2 separate regions of the Salmo salar genome follow, and region 2 is linked to region 1. A link is a contact called in public Hi-C data. All regions are on one chromosome and are shown on one strand. The core of a region is the stretch at or near the end of the contact, and the rest is flanking DNA. Distances in the headings are between cores, read along the strand shown. Region 1 overlaps LOC106582009 (raftlin). Region 2 holds the start of LOC106582009 (raftlin).

Evidence for each region. Hi-C and Micro-C count contacts between places; a contact is called where the count stands out from the background.
Region 2: a contact with region 1 is called in a Hi-C map of blood, with 2.2 times the contacts expected there. The contact joins the promoter of LOC106582009 here to the enhancer-like site in region 1. A contact is called at or near these places in 3 of 3 Hi-C or Micro-C datasets (blood, gill and muscle).

The regions. Positions count from the first base shown.
Region 1 is chrssa02:36,421,253-36,426,410 of Ssal_v3.1, reverse strand. It overlaps LOC106582009 (raftlin), which reads left to right. Exons shown (of 10, transcript XM_014164651.2): 8 at 2,298-2,401. Among protein-coding and RNA genes, the nearest start is that of vmo1, 18 kb to the right of the region's middle. Within about 2 kb of position 2,775, at least 3 of the 13 cell types and tissues checked have an H3K27ac peak or open chromatin away from gene starts, as enhancers often do.
Region 2 is chrssa02:36,476,090-36,480,867 of Ssal_v3.1, reverse strand. LOC106582009 (raftlin) reads left to right here and starts at 1,273. Exons shown (of 10, transcript XM_014164651.2): 1 at 1,273-1,808.

The DNA.
Region 1 (5,158 bases), core at 1,526-4,025:
TTCACCATATAAGAATGTATACGTTAGACCATTTAATCAAGAAAATTAAGGCGAAATAATAACTGTAGAATTTTGCGGTCTAATGGATGGACATTCTACTTTAGCCAATCAGAAACATTCTTCACATTTTCTTCAACAAATGACTATGCTCTGATGAAGGTCGACTGACAAAGCTCGGCTACGATGAAAGACATTTGCATCTGACTGGAAGTGTGCAAAGACTTTTTCCTATTTCTACAATAAATGACTAAATGAACTGAATAGGACATACAGTAGATATGCATGTATAGGTTATTCATGTGGTGGACTCCATGCTGTATATAGGACTTAGCATGATTAACTGTTTAACACTCAATAATGTCATTCTAAATGCTCATGAAGATGCCTTACTACAAACAAAGATCATACCAAATACCTTCATCCATTACATTGAACAACAAGGGCATCATGTTTTCCCAGTGTTACCTCAGTTTCTCACAGGCTATATTACATTTAACCCAAAAGTGCATGGCCATTATCCGGAGAGGCATTATACGTAGAACTCTACCAGTAACAATACTGTGTGCTTGAGGCAACAGTTAACAGCATTGACATTGTTGTCGTTCGTTCCTAGCAATTGTATAGATGCCTGAGCTTTGAAGAGCACTAATTCAGTCACCAGAAACCAAATTATGTCAAAAAAAGATTAAAGACCAACAACAGAGTAAAGATGCCAATAAAGGAGAGTGAATGGAGAGTGCATTTTCAGACAGAGGACACTGTGGCTGTGTACGTGGGTGGGTGTTGAAAAACAGGGGTAGGGTTGTAGAGAATCTTAGGACCATGAATGTAATAAGAAATCTGAGGTGCTGGCTTAAGGCCGGTAGAAATCACTACAGAATGTCCGGTCAGAAGGATGAGGCCGATGTCCAGGTTAGGGGGAGTTTAATGGATGTGTGTTATCTGAACTCATGGTTCAGATAACTCATGGTTCAGATAACTCATGGTTCAGATAACTCATGGTTCAGAACATGGTTCAGAACATGGTTCAGATAACTCATGGTTCAGGTAACTCATGGTTCAGATAACTCATGGTTCAGATAACTCATGGTTCAGAACATGGTTCAGAACATGGTTCAGATAACTCATGGTTCAGGTAACTCATGGTTCAGGTAACTCATGGTTCAGGTAACTCATGGTTCAGATAACTCATGGTTCAGATAACTCATGGTTCAGATAACTCATGGTTCAGATAACTCATGGTTCAGGTAACTCATGGTTCAGATAAGTCATGGTTCAGAACATGGTTCGGATAACTGAGAATCATGTCCAGTGAGACCTGACATTAGCTACGGTTCTGAAAGGACAGCGGGGAGAAAGATAACTTAGGCTATAGCACTGCTATAATATGAACAACGTGGTGCCCGTATAGCACTGCAATGTGTGCATGCATATGTCGTATGCGTGTCTTCATATCTGACACGTGCTGTGGTTTGTCAGTGAGGGCAGATGCAGAAGAGATGGAAAACCACATACGCTTCCTGTGTGAGCAGAGGCGTTAGCGCACGTGTAGCGAGCGTGTGTCTTTAACCCAAATCCCAAGTGCACTACACTGTCATACCAGCAATCAATCTAACAGAAATGCATGTATTTTGGTATGCATCATACATAGTTCATCATCTGTTGTCAAGAGCTTGGGTAATCGTGGCTCTTTTGATGGGGTTTTAATGGTTTATGTGTTTATTCATGCCTACATTTATGCGTGTGTGTGTGTGTGTGTGATCGTACGATGTGACGATAATGGAATTTTGGGTAACGATTACTTGTCACGCAAATGGACACGGTTAGTGTCATAATTGTCCTTTTTGTTCAAATGTTTTGAGCATCATAATGCATCGGAATTATAGCTACGACAAACCTAGTGAATACAACCCAGCTTTGGTAGCACCCCTCTCTCAGAAACAAATAGTTTAGACCTCTTGGAACTTTTGGAAATGAAGCTTCTCCCAATGGTGCCGTTCTGCTCGTGTAAATGACTACCAACTTTACCCACTTCATGTAAAAATGAAAAACTGCTATTGGGTAATTTATATCTACTTGAGTATGAAGTTGAATCCCCCTTTCTCTTAAAATGAATATGTATTAAGACTATTATGATAATTATTTTTGAAGTTCACAGTTATTGTCCATAATTGTCGGTTATACGATTATACGATAATTGTGCCAGCCCTACTCGTACGTGTGCTTGTGCGTACGTGTATGCAAACACTATGTGTATAGTAGTATGTAATATCCATGTGTTTGCATTCTCTCTTTAGGGCTTGCAGGTGAAAACAGACTATGTTCCCCTGCTCCAGTCTCTTGCCATGTACGGCTGGAGACTCACATGTGTCCTGCCTACACCCATCATCAAGACCAACAGGTAACTACTTTCACCTTCCAATACACACTCTCACTAGTATTGATTTAGGGCCTGAATGACCACCATATCTCCTGGTTACCTAACTCTGGTATTGATTGGTCAACCTGAGTAACCCTCTGGAGATTAAACTGCCTTCTCTTTGATTTCAAAGAGCACCCATCTCATTTAGACAAAGCGATGGTCAGCCCATATCACTGGTCAATTAACAGCTCAACTTAAATGGATTGTGAAATCAGTCAGAAGAACTCAACAGGATGTTCAACGAAAATACTAACTGACCCCAATTGGCGGGTTCATATGTAACAGCGTGTGGTGCGAGACAGTTTAAACCCACAAATGTGTGTAACTGGAAAGTCCCTTCAGAGAAATGTAACGGTTCTTCTGCTCAGCTTCTGCTGACTCATTCATCTTATATGAGGGCTATGCACGCACACATTCGCTAACAGTCAACAGCTCAGTCATCTATCAGCAGTCACAACATGACTTCCAAGTCTTCAAAAATACTTGTCTCCCACCTGAAACCCCACTTTACACAGTCACAAGCGCTCATCATTATCACAAATCAGAACACGTCCAATCCAATATGTACCCATTGAATTGATTCTTTAAGAATAAAACGTTTAAATAAATGTACTTGTGAGCTTAGTTCAACTGTCGTACCACATCAGCACCCAAAATATAAGCTTGTTTTACTCCAATGTTTGTAAACAAAGTAAATGTAAACAAACACTGTATAGCCTAAAAACATGTTTAAAAGTATCATTTTAATATCGTGGATGGTCAGTCCTTGCATCCATAGAATTTGAGTGGTAACATTTCTCCAGCCCCATCCCCCCCTCCCGCTTTTTACTGAAACAATGTTGGGGAGAACGCTTTGTTATTGTTTCAACTACTGATTGCTGCTATTAGTCAGATTCATGAAATGTGTTGTGTTATGCTTACGAAGACTCCAAGTATATGCTTAGAGTTCAACACGGTTGCAGTTAAATGTTTACCATGCGTACCCTTGTCTCTGGGGGGTCGTGTTTGTGACCGTTCCGGAGCATAGCTGATTAATTACCGCTCTATTTTTATCCCTTGTTTATTCATCACTCTTTATTTTGATCAACTCTCTCTCAAAATGCAACAGCACAACAGCGCAACATGGCTAATTAATCAGAGGGCCGGCCTAGATAAAACCACACAGCAACGCTCATTTCTCTCCATCTCTGAAACACTTGTGTCTTTGTGCTCAGCAACGATGGCTGTTGACCCATTTCAGATTAGCTTAGTCATTACACTTGTATTATGTTGACTCTTCCATTTTCACAACTATATTAAGCTAATGCACGTTGGGATACTGTCTGAGGATGAGCAAAGTGTACTTCCTCTGAAGCAGTCTACACAGAGTCTGTTATGCAAAGACCTACTTACACACTAGTTAGCATCTAAAGTGAACATCCACCGGGACTCAAGGCTTTTTTACTCAACGTAACATGAATGTGAAGGTGCACATGGTAATGTACAGTATATTTCTGCCACATGGAACATGTTACATTTGGTGTAAATCTGATGTTTGGACATCGTAACTGTTTTAGTAAATAGGTAAGTGCTTCATAATACCATTATAAGAAATACTTAACATTACCACAGGTAACCACTAAACATGATACACCATGTTCCCTACCACTGTACCAAAGAAAGTCTTGTTGCTGGTATATGAAGTTTCTATTTCAGTACTGCAGACACAGACAGCTATGAGAGGACTGTAGCAGCAAGACACAGACAGCTATGAGAGGACTGTAGCAGCAAGACACAGACAGCTATGAGAGGACTATAGCAGCAAGACACAGACGGCTATGAGAGGACTGTAGCAGCAAGACACAGACAGTTATGAGAGGACTGTAGCAGCAAGACACAGACAGTTATGAGAGGACTGTAGCAGCAAGACACAGACAGCTATGAGAGGACTGTAGCAGCAAGACACAGACAGCTATGAGAGGACTGTAGCAGCAAGACACAGACAGCTATGAGAGGACTGTAGCAGCAAGACACAGACAGCTATGAGAGGACTGTAGCAGCAAGACACAGACAGCTATGAGAGGACTGTAGCAGCAAGACACAGACAGCTATGAGAGGACTGTAGCAGCAAGACACAGACAGCTATGAGAGGACTGTAGCAGCAAGGGGCCTGTAATTTTCAAACTGATCTGCTCCGTTCTACTTTAACGGGCTTGGGCTTTTTCTGAGGACTCAGGTTGGCTTTTCTGCTTTCATTCAGCAGGAAGCTGTCCGGCAATCTGACAGCCTGGAAAATAGGTTATTGGAAATGCAGGGTAAGGAGGGAGGGATGCGAAATGGGGGTGTTTTAGATTGTCAGCCTCTACAGGAGATGTGGAAGCCCATTTGATGTTGTGGGGAAGATTTGCAGCCAGCTCTATACTGTTGTCACCCTATCATACATTTCCGTTGTTCTTTATATGCCAAGTTAAGGCTCCAGCTTAACTCAAAGCTGATTCTTCCCCGTGTGTATAAGAGTACATCTATTTTAATGGATGAGGGATTCCAAGAGAGGAAGTGACAGAGAGAGCGATCTGGAGAGGGAGATCAGGGGATATACGAAAGAGAGAAGGGAAAGGATGGAGAAAGCCTACTTGAAGCTCATACAAGAGGAAGAGGCAGAGAAGTAAAGTGAAGCAGACAGATAATTAGAGACAGCAGGCTAAAGTAGGAAACCGAGTCGATACGTGAGTGTCGGATGGAGAGATGGAGCAGAGT
Region 2 (4,778 bases), core at 24-2,523, 56 kb before region 1:
ATCTCAAATACTCAGACACAAAATACTCAGACAACAGTGTGTAGCCAATTCTGGTGGCAATATCTGAACTGTCCAGCAATGTTTTTGCTGCTCCAGGAGAAAATAGTTTCCTCAATGATGCAAGAGCCCACATGTACCCAGCAGACCCGATGCTGACCTCCCATAATTGATCTGTCCCATCCACCTGCACAGTGGTGTAAAGTACTTAAGTAAATATGCTTTAAAGTACTACTTCAGTCGTTTTTGGGGGTATCTGTACTTTACTATTTATATTTTGGACAACTTTTATTTTTACTTCACTACACTCCTAAAGAATACGATGTACTTTTTACTCCGTACATTTTACCTGACACCTAAAAGTACTCGTTACATTTTGAATGCTTAGCTGGACAGGAAAATTGTCAAATTCACACACTTATCAACAGAACACGCCTGGTCATCTCTACTGCCTCTGATCTGGCGGACTCACTGAACACAAATGCTTTATTTGCAAAGTGAGTGTTGTTGTTGAGTATCTGGCTATCTGTAAATATAAAAAACACATTGTGCCATCTGGTTTTTATAAGGAATTTGAAATTATTTATACTTTTACTTTTGATACTTAAGTATATTTTAGCAACATTTAATGTTGATACTTAAGTATAAAAACCAAATACTTTTAGACTTTTACCAAAGTAATATTTTACTGGGTGACTCACTTTTTTCTATTAAATGAGCTTTACTTTTACTCAAGTTTGACAATTGGGTACTTATTCCACCACTGCACCTACATGAAGAATGACTTCCATGTTATGTTGCAATCACCTTCCAGTGTTGTTTTGCTTCAATGTTCGGTACTGTGAAAATCATGGGTTTCTGTGTCAGTCACCTATCTCCAGAGCAGTGGTCCCTCTCACAGACTGGTGTGAATAATGCATATGCAGCTATAGGGGGCCTCGACAGGGCCGTATTAAATATGTATAGTCACCACAGAAGTGCTGACACAACTTACCCACCAAAACATCCTCACACCCTGTACCCTACCCATAGTCAACCCCACCAAATTCTCAAGGAATATACTAGTATGTATAATATATTATATCTCTCTTTTAAATTACAATTTTTATTTTCCATCCTTCTGTCTCTTTTTCCACTTTTACTCCTTGTACACCCGTTCTTGCTTCCTCACCTCTCTTCATTTCGCTCTCTCTCCCTGGCATTTCCCACTTCTCCCTCCTTCCCTTTCGCCCTCTGTCTTTCCCCCAGCCACATGCTCAGATGGATTCTTCAGTCAGTAGACTGGAACTGGTGCGGCTCTCGGAGAAGCCTTGAGTGAGTGAAAGAGAGGGAGAGGGAAAGATAGAGGGGTGGAGGGGCTGCGCCGAACAGAGGTTGGGTCAGACAATCACGAGAGAGAGAGAGAGAGAGAGAGAGAAAGAGAGGTTGATATGTGACAGGATGTGGTTTCCCTGAGCTTGCAGTACATAGCCGATGCATACTTTGAGCATGACCTAAACGCACACGCTCTTAGTGTTTGCTGCGCACGGTTAGCTAGTGTCTAGCGAGGATAGAACAAGCCCGCGGAGCTACTGATCCCATCCAGATTTGTGTCTTCTCGCTGTCTTTTTTCCCCTCTTTGACCTGAAAGCCTCAGTTAGAGCTGTATCGGCAGGACCTGAGTGAAGAATCGCAGAGGATCTGAGCGTGGACTGTTGCGCTGTTCTCCTGTCAGTAGAATGTGTGTGTTTGTTCGAGGAGCCGTTCCAGTGGCTTTCTCTTGATCTCAATAGCGAACTTTCCAACTCCTGTAGTCAACAGCTTCTGATCAGGTAACTCCCTCTTCTTTCTACTTTAACTTGCATGTGTTTACCGCTAGTCTACATCCTTATTTCTTAAGGCTTGAGAAAATAAATATGTAGCCGATAGGAAAAGACACTGATAAAGACAGACTGTACAACTCTTTGGACAGAAGTCACAGACAACTTAGTGTTCTAGTTGTTTATAGCGTAACAACCGTTCAGAGGCAGATTAATGAGGATGCATGTATCAGTCAAGGGATGCCGCAAGCCACAAGTTTGGCTTGTGTGCAATGTCTTACAAGAAACTCCTGATCACCAACCCACACTCCTCCTATACACACACACACATAAACACCCGTTCATGCTCAGAGCAGTAATCATGCAGATCAATGAGCTGGTTGGTTTGAAGTCACATGTGCGGCACCAGAGGGGTGAGAATGCCAGAAATGTCTACCTGGCTCCAATCACTGAACCCTGATGGTAATTCAAGATGTGCTTGACATACAGTATTTAACCTTAGCCTCTACTGGAGAGAGAGAGTGAGAGTGTTTGCCAGTGTGAGGGAGGGACAAAGTAGAGAGTTGAAGGATGTGAGAAGGGATAAGAGGTTGGGAGAAAGAAGAGGGCATGAGAGAAATGCACACAGACAGGAAGAGTAAGAAGGAATGAGAGAGAGAGAGAGAGAGAGGGAGGGAGGGAGTGAGGAAGAGAGAGAGGAGTGAGTGAGTGAGGAAGAGAGAGAGTTCTGTGAGTGCTGTTTGAGTGAACTGTTAATCATTACCAGCTGGTGGGTTGTGAGGGCTGGGCTGTTAACCCTTTATTGTTGCTGGGTCACGAGCTAGCACACACACACACACACACACACACACACACACAGGGAAACACTTTTCACCAGGAACCCCCAAATTACTGCATCAGACTAGCCACAACCCAAATATAACTTGCCAGCTCTGAATGGGAAAGTCATTGTGGTAAATGCTCCATACTGTAGGCCTCATTTGAAACAGAAAATAATAGATGGGGCAAAAGGTGAAGCGAGGGAGCCGGAGCAGAAACAGCTTCATGATATAGTTACGTTGTCACATTGAATACTCGCCTGATATAATCTATAAGGCCTACATAGTAGGAACTCACTATTGTGTGATTCATAAAGTTGTTCATGTTTACAGAATTTCTGAAAATTGACTTCAGTCGTCCAGCTGCGTTGAAGTTCAAACTTCCATTTTAATCCAGTTCCCATATGTTTGCTACCGGACCAAGGTGTATAGATTTCTCTGCTACTGAGTTGAATTTGAATTGAATTGGCTTGAATTGAATTGACGAGTCTTGCTTGATTTTAAACCTTCATTGATGTTCTACTCTCCACAGCATGTACAGTGCAAACATTCACAGAGGGAAAAGGGAAAACGTTGACCACTAGTCTACAAGTTTACTGCATTTTACAGTAAAGTACTTGAACCTAGTTCTATCTTCCAATAAAACATAGTTTAAACAAGAACCAAAACTGAGAATTACTGAAATAATATTTCCATATTGAAAGATTCTACACACACAATCCCACACATACCGTATTTATCCCTATGTGCCTCCCTACAAGTACCTACCCACTGTATTTTAGGCCTTTTGGGTAAACAGCTTAGCCTGATTACTTGCTGAAAGATGACAGGTAATTCTTTGCACTTCTCCTGACAGCGATGACAGTCTAAGTGGATTATACTCTTGCATAAGCATCACATCTATATCCTTTGAAATGCTTGGGTACATGATCTGTGGCAAAGATTGTTCCTTTTTCTTTCTTTAGGGATGAGCTTTTGAAGAGACCAATTTATTCAAGCCTTTGGCATAGCCTTAAATGACTAAGAATGGATATTAAGAGAAGTCCCTTTGCTAGAAGGAAAACATGGTGGTATCCAGTATTCACTTGTTTTGCAGTGGCTAAGCGAGGAAGAAAACTCCCCTTTGATACTGTATTTCTCAAAGGAAAATTGACTGGGTGGTCAAGAATTGCAGCAGTATTGATCAAGTGATGTTCAAGGACTTGTCGATACTGTATCTGAAAAGCAAAACTTGGCTTCAGTTGGCTGTAATAAAAAAAAATGCCCTGCCTCCAGAAAGTTCGCATGAAAACCAATGAATCGTTCCTTGAAATCTTTATCCCTATGTTTTGAGAAATAGAATATGACCAAATAATTCATGTTTCTATTATCAACCGGCGGTTCCTCTTTCACATAGTTATTTTCCTTCTTGCTGTGTGCCATTCACTTTGGCCATGATCGGACTCATCCATTTGCTATGTTTACCCAGGATAGATTTAGAAATGTGTTGAGTTCAGAGTATTGTATAAAGCCCGTGTGAATAGATCAGATTATACATACTTTATCAAGATAATGACTGTCAAACACAGCAAATGCAAAATACAGAACTGAAAGTCAGAGACTGGGAGGAAATTAGAGAGAAGACCTTACAGGCAGTGAGAGAAAGAGAAGGGAGAAGGGAGAGATGAGAGCTTAGCCCTTGGAGAGAGGAAAATAGAGATATTGGTGTCTATTATTCTCCTGAGAGGGGAAGTAGTTCTAAAGGGGCTGGTTCCCATGGCAATAGCTCCCTACAGTATGTGTGTCTGGGTGCAGCATGTGTAGCCGGCTGTGCCCAGGCCTTGAGACGATAGAGGGATGGCTTGGCTGGAACCAGAGAGAACCAACCACCGGGCCAACCAGGACACTCAGCCTTGAAGCACTGGAGAGGCTCAAGCAGACGCTTGTTTACTACGCTCTGTTTTTACCAGCACTTATCTCCCCTCATCTTTCAGCAAGGCTCTTTCTTTATATGTGTCATTATGTCTTGTCCTTGGAGATTTCAATTGAATGTAATAAACTGTGTCTAGCTGTGGGTTTTCAAAAAAGCTATTCCAGTTTTCAGAGAAGGCCCAGTATTTGGGAATACGTTATGGTCATTGTTTTCATCTTAACTACAGGGCTTTCAAGCTATGTAATATTAGCA